2 separate regions of the Mus musculus genome follow, and region 2 is linked to region 1. A link is a contact called in public Hi-C data. All regions are on one chromosome and are shown on one strand. The core of a region is the stretch at or near the end of the contact, and the rest is flanking DNA. Distances in the headings are between cores, read along the strand shown. Region 1 holds the start of Kif2c (kinesin family member 2C). Region 2 holds the start of Szt2 (SZT2 subunit of KICSTOR complex).

The links. Hi-C and Micro-C count contacts between places; a contact is called where the count stands out from the background.
Region 2: a contact with region 1 is called in a Hi-C map of B cells, with 6 read pairs. The contact joins the promoter of Szt2 here to the promoter of Kif2c in region 1. A contact is called at or near these places in 1 of 39 promoter capture datasets (pre-B cells) and 1 of 484 Hi-C or Micro-C datasets (B cells).

What each region holds. Positions count from the first base shown.
Region 1 is chr4:117,180,495-117,185,262 of GRCm38.p6, forward strand. It overlaps Kif2c (kinesin family member 2C), which reads right to left and starts at 2,130. Exons shown (of 20, transcript NM_134471.4): 1 at 1,937-2,130; 2 at 78-172. The coding sequence starts at 1,997.
Region 2 is chr4:118,406,241-118,410,897 of GRCm38.p6, forward strand. Szt2 (SZT2 subunit of KICSTOR complex) reads right to left here and starts at 3,023. Exons shown (of 72, transcript NM_198170.4): 1 at 2,923-3,023. The coding sequence starts at 2,949. Med8 (mediator complex subunit 8) reads left to right here and starts at 3,097. Exons shown (of 7, transcript NM_020000.3): 1 at 3,097-3,146; 2 at 4,645-4,657. The coding sequence starts at 3,141.

The DNA of each region.
Region 1 (4,768 bases), core at 880-3,379:
TGGGCTGTCACCGGTTCACACAGATGCTCTGCACAGGATCATGGGAGATGCCACACAAGCATCCTCAGAGGACCTACCTCTTTGCCTTTTGTGGTACCTCCTTCGATCCATTCCACCGAAACACAGGATTTCTCCACGTTCACTGTGCTTATATTGGCGGGGTGAATTAAGCCTATGTATGAGAAGGTCAGAAGTTATCCATGTGTCTCCTAAGAACTTAAGTTTTTTTTAAGGTGTTCTTTTTTTTTTTTTGACTGCGCCACCACTGCCTGGCCAAACTTAAGTTTTTATTCTCCACTTTGCTTTTAGGATCCTAAAGACTTCAAATTTACATTTACCTCGGAAGGGAAATTTGTTTTGTTTTGTTTTTGTTTTTTTTTGTTTGTTTGTTTGTTTGTTTTTTCGAGACAGGGTTTCTCTGTGTAGCCCTGGCTGTCCTGGAGCTCACTTTGTAGACCAGGCTGGCCTCGAACTCAGAAATCCGCCTGCCTCTGCCTCCCGAGTGCTGAGATTAAAGGCGTGCGCCACCACGCCCGGCTTTGTTTTGTTTTTCAAGACAGGGTTTCTCTGTATAGCCCTGGCTGTCCTGAAACTTACTTTGTAGACCAGGCTGGCCTCGAACTCAGAAATCCGCCTGCCTCTGCCTCCCGAGTGCTGGGATTAAAGGCATGAGCCACCATGCCCGGCTCCGGAAGGGAAAATTTAATTCTCTTTTAAAAAATACAAACAGCCAGGCAGTGGTGGCCCTTGCCTTTAATCCCAATACATCAGGGATAGAGGCCTGAGGAGTTCTGTGAGTGAGGACAGCCTGGTCTACAACGTGAGTTCCAGGACAGACAGGGCTACACAGAGAAACCCTGTTGTCAAAGTGTAATTCCACTTCCAGAGGATTTCACAAAACACCAATGAACATAAAATAAAATAATAAATTTAAAAAGCAACAAACAAACAAAACACCAAAGAACTAGGCCTGTGATGGTGCATGCCTTTAATCCTAGCACTTGCAAAGTACAGTAGGTGGATCTCTGTGAGTTCGAGGTCAGCCTGATCTACAAAGCAAGTCCAGGTCCAAGGCCCTGTTACAGAGAAACTGTCTCAAAAAATAAAACAAAACACAAATGCTAGTTAGTAATTCTAGTGGGGTTCACCCTTAGACCATTCCACAGTGGAAGTGAACAGGGAATGGGCCTTAAACCCCAGCTCCATAGGATAAAATTGCATCACCGCTCCAACAGAATGAAGATTCATTTGAGCAAGTAAGTTACTACATTCCTTGGAGGAGCTATTCCTGAACACATCAGTAAAGAGCTGGACCGCTGGAGTTCCCTGGTCCATTTTTGGCAGTGGTTGGCTAGTCCATGAATGACCCGTTATTAGACCTGTAGAAATTGCTTAATAAAGACAGATGGTTGAGCCGGGCAGTGGTGGTGCAACGCCTTTAATCCCAGCCCTTGGGAGGCAGAGGCAGGGGATTTGTGAGTTCGAGGCCTGGTCTACAGGAGTTCCAGGACTACACAGAGAAACCCTTCCTTGAAAAACCAAAACAAACGCCAAAAAAAAAAAAAAAAAAAAAAAAAAGCCGGGCGTGGTAGTGCATGACCTTTAATCCCAGCACTCAGGAGGCCGAGGAAGCCGCGGGTCCAACAAAGCAAAACAGGTTCAGAGGAAATGCATCCAATCGCTATAACCTAGCTAGGCGCACCAATAACCGCAGACGTGCTCCGCCCACACTCAGAAAGCAGGCAAGGGACCCACAACCAAAGTAGCGTTTTCCTCCTGTGTAGGGGACACCGACTGCCAGTGTAGTGACATGGACCCCCTCAGTGTGGAATAAGGGAAAGTATCCCAAAGCTTTGCCACACGGAGATTCAGATAACCATCTTGGCAGTCTCACCGCTCTTGGGTCGTCCCCTTGGCCTCAAGACCCTGCCCTCACCATTGCTGCGTTGAATGTTGATGGAGAGACCAGGAAACAGGCGTGCGTGAAGCGACTCCATGGACTCAGGAACAACAACAGGCAACACAAATGAAAGAAGCTTGGAAACCACGACTCTGCTAATACTGCGCTGTGTTAACAACGCCTAAACCGCTGCAGTTTAAATCCCGCGCGCCAGCCTCCCTACAACGTCACCAGTGCGACGCACCGCAGAGCAATGTGGGATATGTAGTCTTGGTCTCCGACTTCCGGCGCGTGGCCGGGCTCCCGAGCTCTGAGACTGATGGGAAGGGTTTTTGGTTGGTTGGTTGGTTGTTTGGTTTTTTCGTTTGTTTGTTTTGTTTTGTTTTTCTAGCTCTTGCTGTCCTGGAACTCACTCTGTAAACCAGGCTGGCCTCGAACTCAGAAATCCGCTTGCCTCTGCCTCCCGAGTGCTGGGATTAAAGGCGTGCGCCACCACGCCCAGCTGATGGGAAGGTTTTATGGCTTCTGGCCTTACCCTCCCGCTACCAGGTCGAACTTCTGCCTTTATGTAAGACTAGGAAACTTATGTATAATGTTTCAGTGAGGGCCTTGTGATTCTACAGACAGGGGTTCAAATCCTGGTTTCTTGATGATTGCTTTCTCTTTGAAATGTATACAATATTTCGAAGACACCAATTAAAAATAGTCACATGCTAGTGCTAGACATAGTGCTAGATTGGGATAGTGGAATAAACAAGACGAATGGTTCCTGTCCGTGAAACTTTTTTTTTTTTTTTTTTCCTATTAGGAACACGGGGGAAGTCATACGGTGGTGACTCGAGCCTTTAATCCTACCACTAGAGAGAGGCAAATTTGACTTCGAAGTCAGTCTGGTCTACAGCCTGAGTTCCAGAATAGCCAAGATTACACAGGGAAACCCTTTCTAGAAAAACAAAACAAAACAGAACACAAGAGAAGCGGGGTATGGTAGATCATGCCTATAATCCTAGCTCCCTGTAGATGAAGAAAAGAGAATAATTTCAAAGCCAACCTTAGCTAAGCAGCATGTTTGAGGCCAGAGTGGGCTGTGTGAAACTGTCTCAAACAAACAAACAAACAAACAAAAAAAGATGCTGGCAATGAAAAGCAGCCTACAATGCCTAAATGCTGGAATTAGCATGAATCACCATACCTGATTTTTGTCATTATTTATAATGTCTTTTTGTTTCGTAGTACTAGGTATTAACTCCAGGACTTTGTGCATGTGCCACTACTGTCCGGCTTCTAGGGGAACGTTCTTACACTGAACCACATCATTACTGCCCCAGTATGCAGACCTATGCAGACCAAGAACCCCCACCGCCCCGCGGAGGATATGTATAGTGTAAATGGTGTCTAGCCCTTGGTCTATCCAACCTTGACAAGCCTGAAGACCTGAGTTTGATCTTCTGGACCTACATGGTAGGAGAATGAACTCCCCAAAGCCTCCACAAATGTGCCATGGCATGCACCACATACACACACACACATACTAAATAAACAAGTTAAATGTAGTTACATTAAAAACAAGAATAGTGCCAGGCTTGGTGGCACATGCCTTTAATCCCAGCACTCGGGAGGCAGAGGCAGGCAGATTTCTGAGTTCGAGGCCAGCCTGGTCTACAAAGTGAGTTCCAGGACAGCCAGGGCTATACAGAGAAACCCTGTCTCGAAAAACAAAACAAAACAAAAAACCCAAACCAAAACAAATACTCTTTGTTAGGGCTGGCGAGATAGGTCAGTGGTTAAGAGCGCTGACTACTCTTCCGAAGGTCCCGAGTTCAAATCTAATGAAATCTGATGCCCTCTTCTGGAGTGTCTGAAGACAACTACAGTGTACTTACATATAATAAATAAATAAATCTTAAAAAAAACAACAACCAAGAATAGCAACAGTGGAAGGAAGGACAGGGTATTGAGATGGCTCAGAGGGTAAAAGCCCTTGCTGCTGTGCTTGAGCCTGGAACACACAGGATGGAAAGAGAGAGCTAACCCCTGAAGGCTGTCATCCCTTTAACCTCATGCCGATGACGATGATGGTAAAGTTAAAATATAAAAGAAAACAACTTCTTGTCCATGAACATCTTAGACTGGCCTCTAACTCACAGTGTAGCAGAGTGACCTGTTTTCTTTGTTTTGTTTTTTGAGGCAGGGTCTTACTATGTAGCTCTGGCTGTGCTGAGTCTGTTATAGAACCTGATCTTCCAGAGCTCCTGAGTTCAATTCCCAGCAACCACATGATGGCTCACAACCATCTGTAATGGGGTCCAATGCTCTCTTCTGTTGTGCATGAAGACAGCGTACTCATATACATGAAATAAATAAATCTTAAAAAAAATTTAAACCTGGCCTTAAGACAGGGTCTTGTTATGGAGCAGACAACACGGGTCTCAGGAAAGCAGCAAATACCCTTATCAGCTGAGCCTTCTCTCCAGCCTCCTTTATTTTATATTTCTTTATTTATTTGTGTGTGCATGTGGGTGTGCTCCTATGAAGATCAGAGGGAAACTCTCAATAGTCAGTTCTCTCCTTCTAGTGTGCAGGTGCCAGGGATCAAGATCAAGTCTTCAGGCTGGGCGGCAAGTACCTTTATCTACTAAGTATCTGCCCCTCCTCCCCCTCCTCCTTCCCCTTCCCCTCTCAGGTTTCTCTGTGTAGCCCTGGCTGTCCTGGTGCTCACTCTGTAGACCAGGCTGGCCTGGAACTCAGCGATCTGCCTGCCTCTGCCTCCTGATCCTGGGATTAAAGGTGTGTACCACTGCCCAACTCCTTTCTTTTTAAAAATACATTTATTGGGGTTGGAGAGAGGGCTTTGCAGTTAAAGACACT
Region 2 (4,657 bases), core at 1,773-4,272, 1.2 Mb after region 1:
GCAGCCTTACTTTCCACTATACAAACCCCTGCCAACTTGTGACTTGTGACATATCCTCTGACAATAAAGGAAAAAGTCTGTCATTTCGTCAATGTGGTAAATCTTAACAGGCTTTGCGACTTGGTCAGCAGTCTTTTTGATCCCCCTCCCCGCCCCCAGATTTTTCCATCCCCCCCCCCAAACAGACCAACTTGCCTACTACCATTCACAAAAACTGAATAATCACCCTAGTTATTGTATCATTACAAACTGAATAAGCATGCTAACAGCTAAGGATGTGGTTTTAGGACAGCAAGACACAAAGTAACCTGATCCTGTCTAAGGTCTTAGAAGGATGGGAGGAAGGTCCATCAGAGCTTGCTGCTGGACGTCCCAGATGGAGGACAGACATCGGCTACTTAAGTACTGAAAGTGCACTGGAGCATTGAGCTGCACAATGCACGGCTTCCACTTCTCTACCTTTTTTTTGCTTTCAAAGCTGTTTTGGATGACCGCTTTTTCCAAGGCCCAGTTGAAGTCTGGTTCACCTGTCAGTTCTTATGGAATCCATCTTGAACCCAGGAATGTTGGTCTAGCCTTCTCGGAAAATTCCCGTTTATCTGATTGCTTGATGGGACCATTTCCAAAACCTCCTAAGCTTTTTTACATTTCAGATGTACTTCACCAGAACCAGAAGGCTGGCTTAATATAATTTAAGCAGGTAGAATGTTTTGCAAAGTGGGATCTGAGCGCCAGCTGCATCAGAATCACCTGAGCCGTTTATTAAAATGCATTATTTGATTCCTGGGTACAATCAGAGACCAACTGAATTCAGAGCTGACAGAGCTCAAGAATCTCCATTTTAACTAGCTCCCCTGGGGATTTTTCCGTATGACTGATTGAGACATTTTTTAATTCAGTTGTGTTTCATAGCATTCACCTCCACATGGAGCTTCAATCCTGACTTCCCTTGAGTCTGATGTGCCTGCCTTTTGAAGCAGTCTGATAAACAAGACAAAGCCAGGCTCTTGGAGTCAAGAGACCTGGATTCTGATGTGTTCTAGTACATGCTAAGTATGTGATCTTGCAGGTTACCCAACTGTCATCTAGGCTTTATTGTAATAGCAAGATAAGGAGATCTTTGCAGGGATACTGACATTAAAGGGGGGAGGGGAGTACAATGGTGTCGGAAGGCTATCACTGATTACGATCGTCGCTGAGGCCCACATACACCGATGCCAAGCTGGATAGTGATGCCAGGCACTGTGTTGCCACTCCCACCCACCCACCAGAGTTTCTTCCTGCTTCTTTAAGACTAAAGACCAAATTATTCTCTTGAGCTTTTTCTAAACCATGTGCTTTCTTCCCACAAAATAACGTCGATACCTCTGCCTCCTAACTATCCGAAGCCTGCCAGCATGATAAACCTTAACCTCTGGCATAACTGCGAGCTGAGCCTTCTCTTTCCCAGTCTCAGCCCCATCACCCACCACTATGGTAAAAGCAGGCCCTTCAGTGTTAAAGGCACCTTGGGGCAAATACTGGCTCTGCATGTTTCTCCATTCCTGAACAGGGAAAGCAAGAATGACAATTTCCTGAGGATTCTACCTGTGTTAGATACTTAGAGAACTTAAACTTCCTGGATCCCACCCATTTGTGGAAGGAGGTTAAATGCCCCACTAAATGTGACACTTCACTTACGCCTCTGCAACACCTATTATAATCCAATGTTCATTTAGTCCCCACAGCTAAGGAGTCTCTGTTTTACCCTCTGCATCCACCCTAACCCTCAGCACAATTCTGGTTGCAGAACAGCACTTGCTTCTTCCTCTCTTTTGGGAGCCTAGCCTCTCTAAACATCACCCTTTCTTCTTGGTATTCTGTTTCTACCCTATTCACTCATAGGGTTTTCATGTGTGTAGTTTATCACATCCTCCCCATACACGGGTGTGTGTACTCATACATTATACATATATAAGATCACACCCGTGTCAGAGTGCACGTGTGCAGGTCAGAGGACAACTTGTAGCTGTAGAGCGAGCTCACCTACCTGGGAGTTCTAGCCCCAATACTAGCTGCACAACTATGCTTCTTTTAATAGTGGCACCTCAGTTTCCTGAAAAGAGGGATGATAATGGTGTTTGCCTTATAGGGTTGAAAGAACTGGTAACAGTAAAGAGCTCAGAATTGTGGCTGGCATACAGTAAGAATTCGACAAGTAGCCATTGCTATTTGTATCGTTACGCACATGCATCAACCTTCCCTCCTACAAGGCTATCCCTCTGGGGTCCTGGACACGCTAGCCAAATTTGGTACCTCCTCGGATCCGCTCGTTCAGTTGGAAGGAGTAGTCCTAAGGTATCTTTGCATGGCATGACACCTCACCTGCTCTGACTTCAGTTGTCTGCTCTGTACATGACAATAAATACTGCCAGATTCCCTGCTGGAGTCTGAATGTCAAAACATACATATAGGGTTCTTTGCATCTAGGGGGTGGGGGGTGGGGTGGGGGGGCGGGTGCCTCGTCTGCCTTTTCTGCCTTAACTTGTGATCCCCAAGCCACATCACAGAACAAATACTTTTATAAAGAAGGAAGCAGGGTCTGTCCTAAGTTAAGACTGGCCAGAGGGTTGTAGGGCTTTGCCAAGAGCACGAACGCTAGAGCGAAATCAACTCATGCTATTGATTGCATTCCAATAGATGAGATACAAAAAACCCCGCAAAGTCGGTCAGCTTCGGCGTGGCACAATGAAAATCCCAACTAATAACCAAAACACGAGTTTTTATCAGCATCACTATCGCTAACAAGTCTGTGGATGGGCGACGAAGATCAGGATGGCATCTGAGTAAACAAAACAGCAACGGCCTCCTTGAGGCTCCGGAGGGTGAAGGCTGCCACACGCCCGCCCTCGGGCCTCGGCCCCGCGCCCGCCCATCCCTCACCTCTGGCTCGGGGCGCTCCGAGGCCATCACACAGCCCTCCCGCGCCGGCCCGGGCCAGGGAGGTTGCTCCACTCCTGACCTCTGACCCGGCTAGTTCTGTACCGGGCAGGAACCGGAAGTTGTTGGGATGGTCCCGTTTTGAGTTTTCTGATTGGTGAGCGCAGCAAGCCGTGCGAGAAACCGGAAAGGGAAGTGGTTGCGCCCGCCGGGCCGCGGCAATGCAGGTGAGAAGCGGGTTGGGCCTTATAGCCGCTGGCGGGAGGGTGATTGGGCTGAGGACACCGGGGAGTTGGGGCTGTGAGCGGAGGGCAGAGGAAAGGCAGCGGAGCCAGAGAGAGCGAGGCCAGCTGCGGGAGGCGCGGGCATCGAGCCCGCTGATGTGAGAAGGTCGGAGGCCCGGGGAGGAAAGGCGGACTTGATTGAGCGTGGAAAAGGATCGTGGTGGCATTTGGGAAGGCTCGGGAAAGTAGTGGGCTGCCGCACGCCTCGATCTAGGCTGTTGGACACAGGCGTCATAAGGCTTCAGAAGGCTAAAGGGATCGTGGGCCTCCAAGGATGAAAACTAAGCTGTTTGTAATTCGAGGCTGTGGGTGGAACCCGGTGTCCAACCCCCTCAGTCACATAGTCAGGTTTGCAAATCAGCTTTGCATCATTCTTCCCGGCTTGTACCTCGTTGCTAAGGGCGGAGAAGTGGGGTAAATAGTCCTCAGATAGTCAAACGGAAACCCTCTGCCGCCTCAGCGTTTAAAATTGTCTAACACTCAGAAACAATGTGCAGGTTTCCTCGCCTTTGTCTTTCATTACTCTTTCATTACTCACTTGGCTTGTTGCATCTGATAAACCTACACTGTTTATGGGTCACCCGAATTATGAAAGAGACACGGGAATATTGGCACAAAGATGCACGTTGACTTTCCAAAGCACCAAATGCTATGGATAAACGGCCAGTTGGGGGACCGGGAAGGGGATTGCAGAGCTGGTATTCAGAGAAAACCTTACAGAGAGGCAACGTGTGAGATTGTCCAGATTGTGTGGTTGACAGTAGCTACACTCACAAGAGGATGACCAGAGGCACCCATGATATAATGAACTTCGGGAATTATTTAGGCTGTGTGTGCAGATAGCACCCCTGTTATCATGGCAAACCTTTCTGAGGTGAACTGAACTTCCTGAAAAAAACAAAACAAAACTGTGTCAATGCCAACACCACAGAGTGACACGAGGGATTCTCATCCACCCAAGGAAAGCAGCGCAGTGACAATAAGCAGTCGTGAGGTAGGCAGGCCACATCTATTTTCCAGAAGAGGAACTGACAAAGAAGAGTGTGCAGAAACCTGAGCACGTTCCTATTAACCCTACTGCAAATCTAAGAGAATGTTGTCTACTGGGAGAGGCAGTGTTTGAGAGCTGGGAGGAGGAGAGCATGGAATTAAAAAGGTGCAAGGCTAAGTGAGTTCGAAGCCAGTTTTGTTACAAAGACAAATCATGAGGTTTCAAGCCAAAGAGAATTAGGTCTGGTGCAATGACCTTCTTGAAGGACCACAGTGTAGGAGGGTTATAGAGGAATCAGTTAGTAGGAGGACTTCAGGCCAGGTGAACAGGTTGAAAGGTCTAAGGGTTGATGCTATCTGTAACCCAAATACCAAGATAGAAAACAATTTAGCTTTTCTGAATGTGTCACGCTCACTTGTATCTGAGTAACCAAACACACTGTTGATGCAGAGGGAGGAGAAGC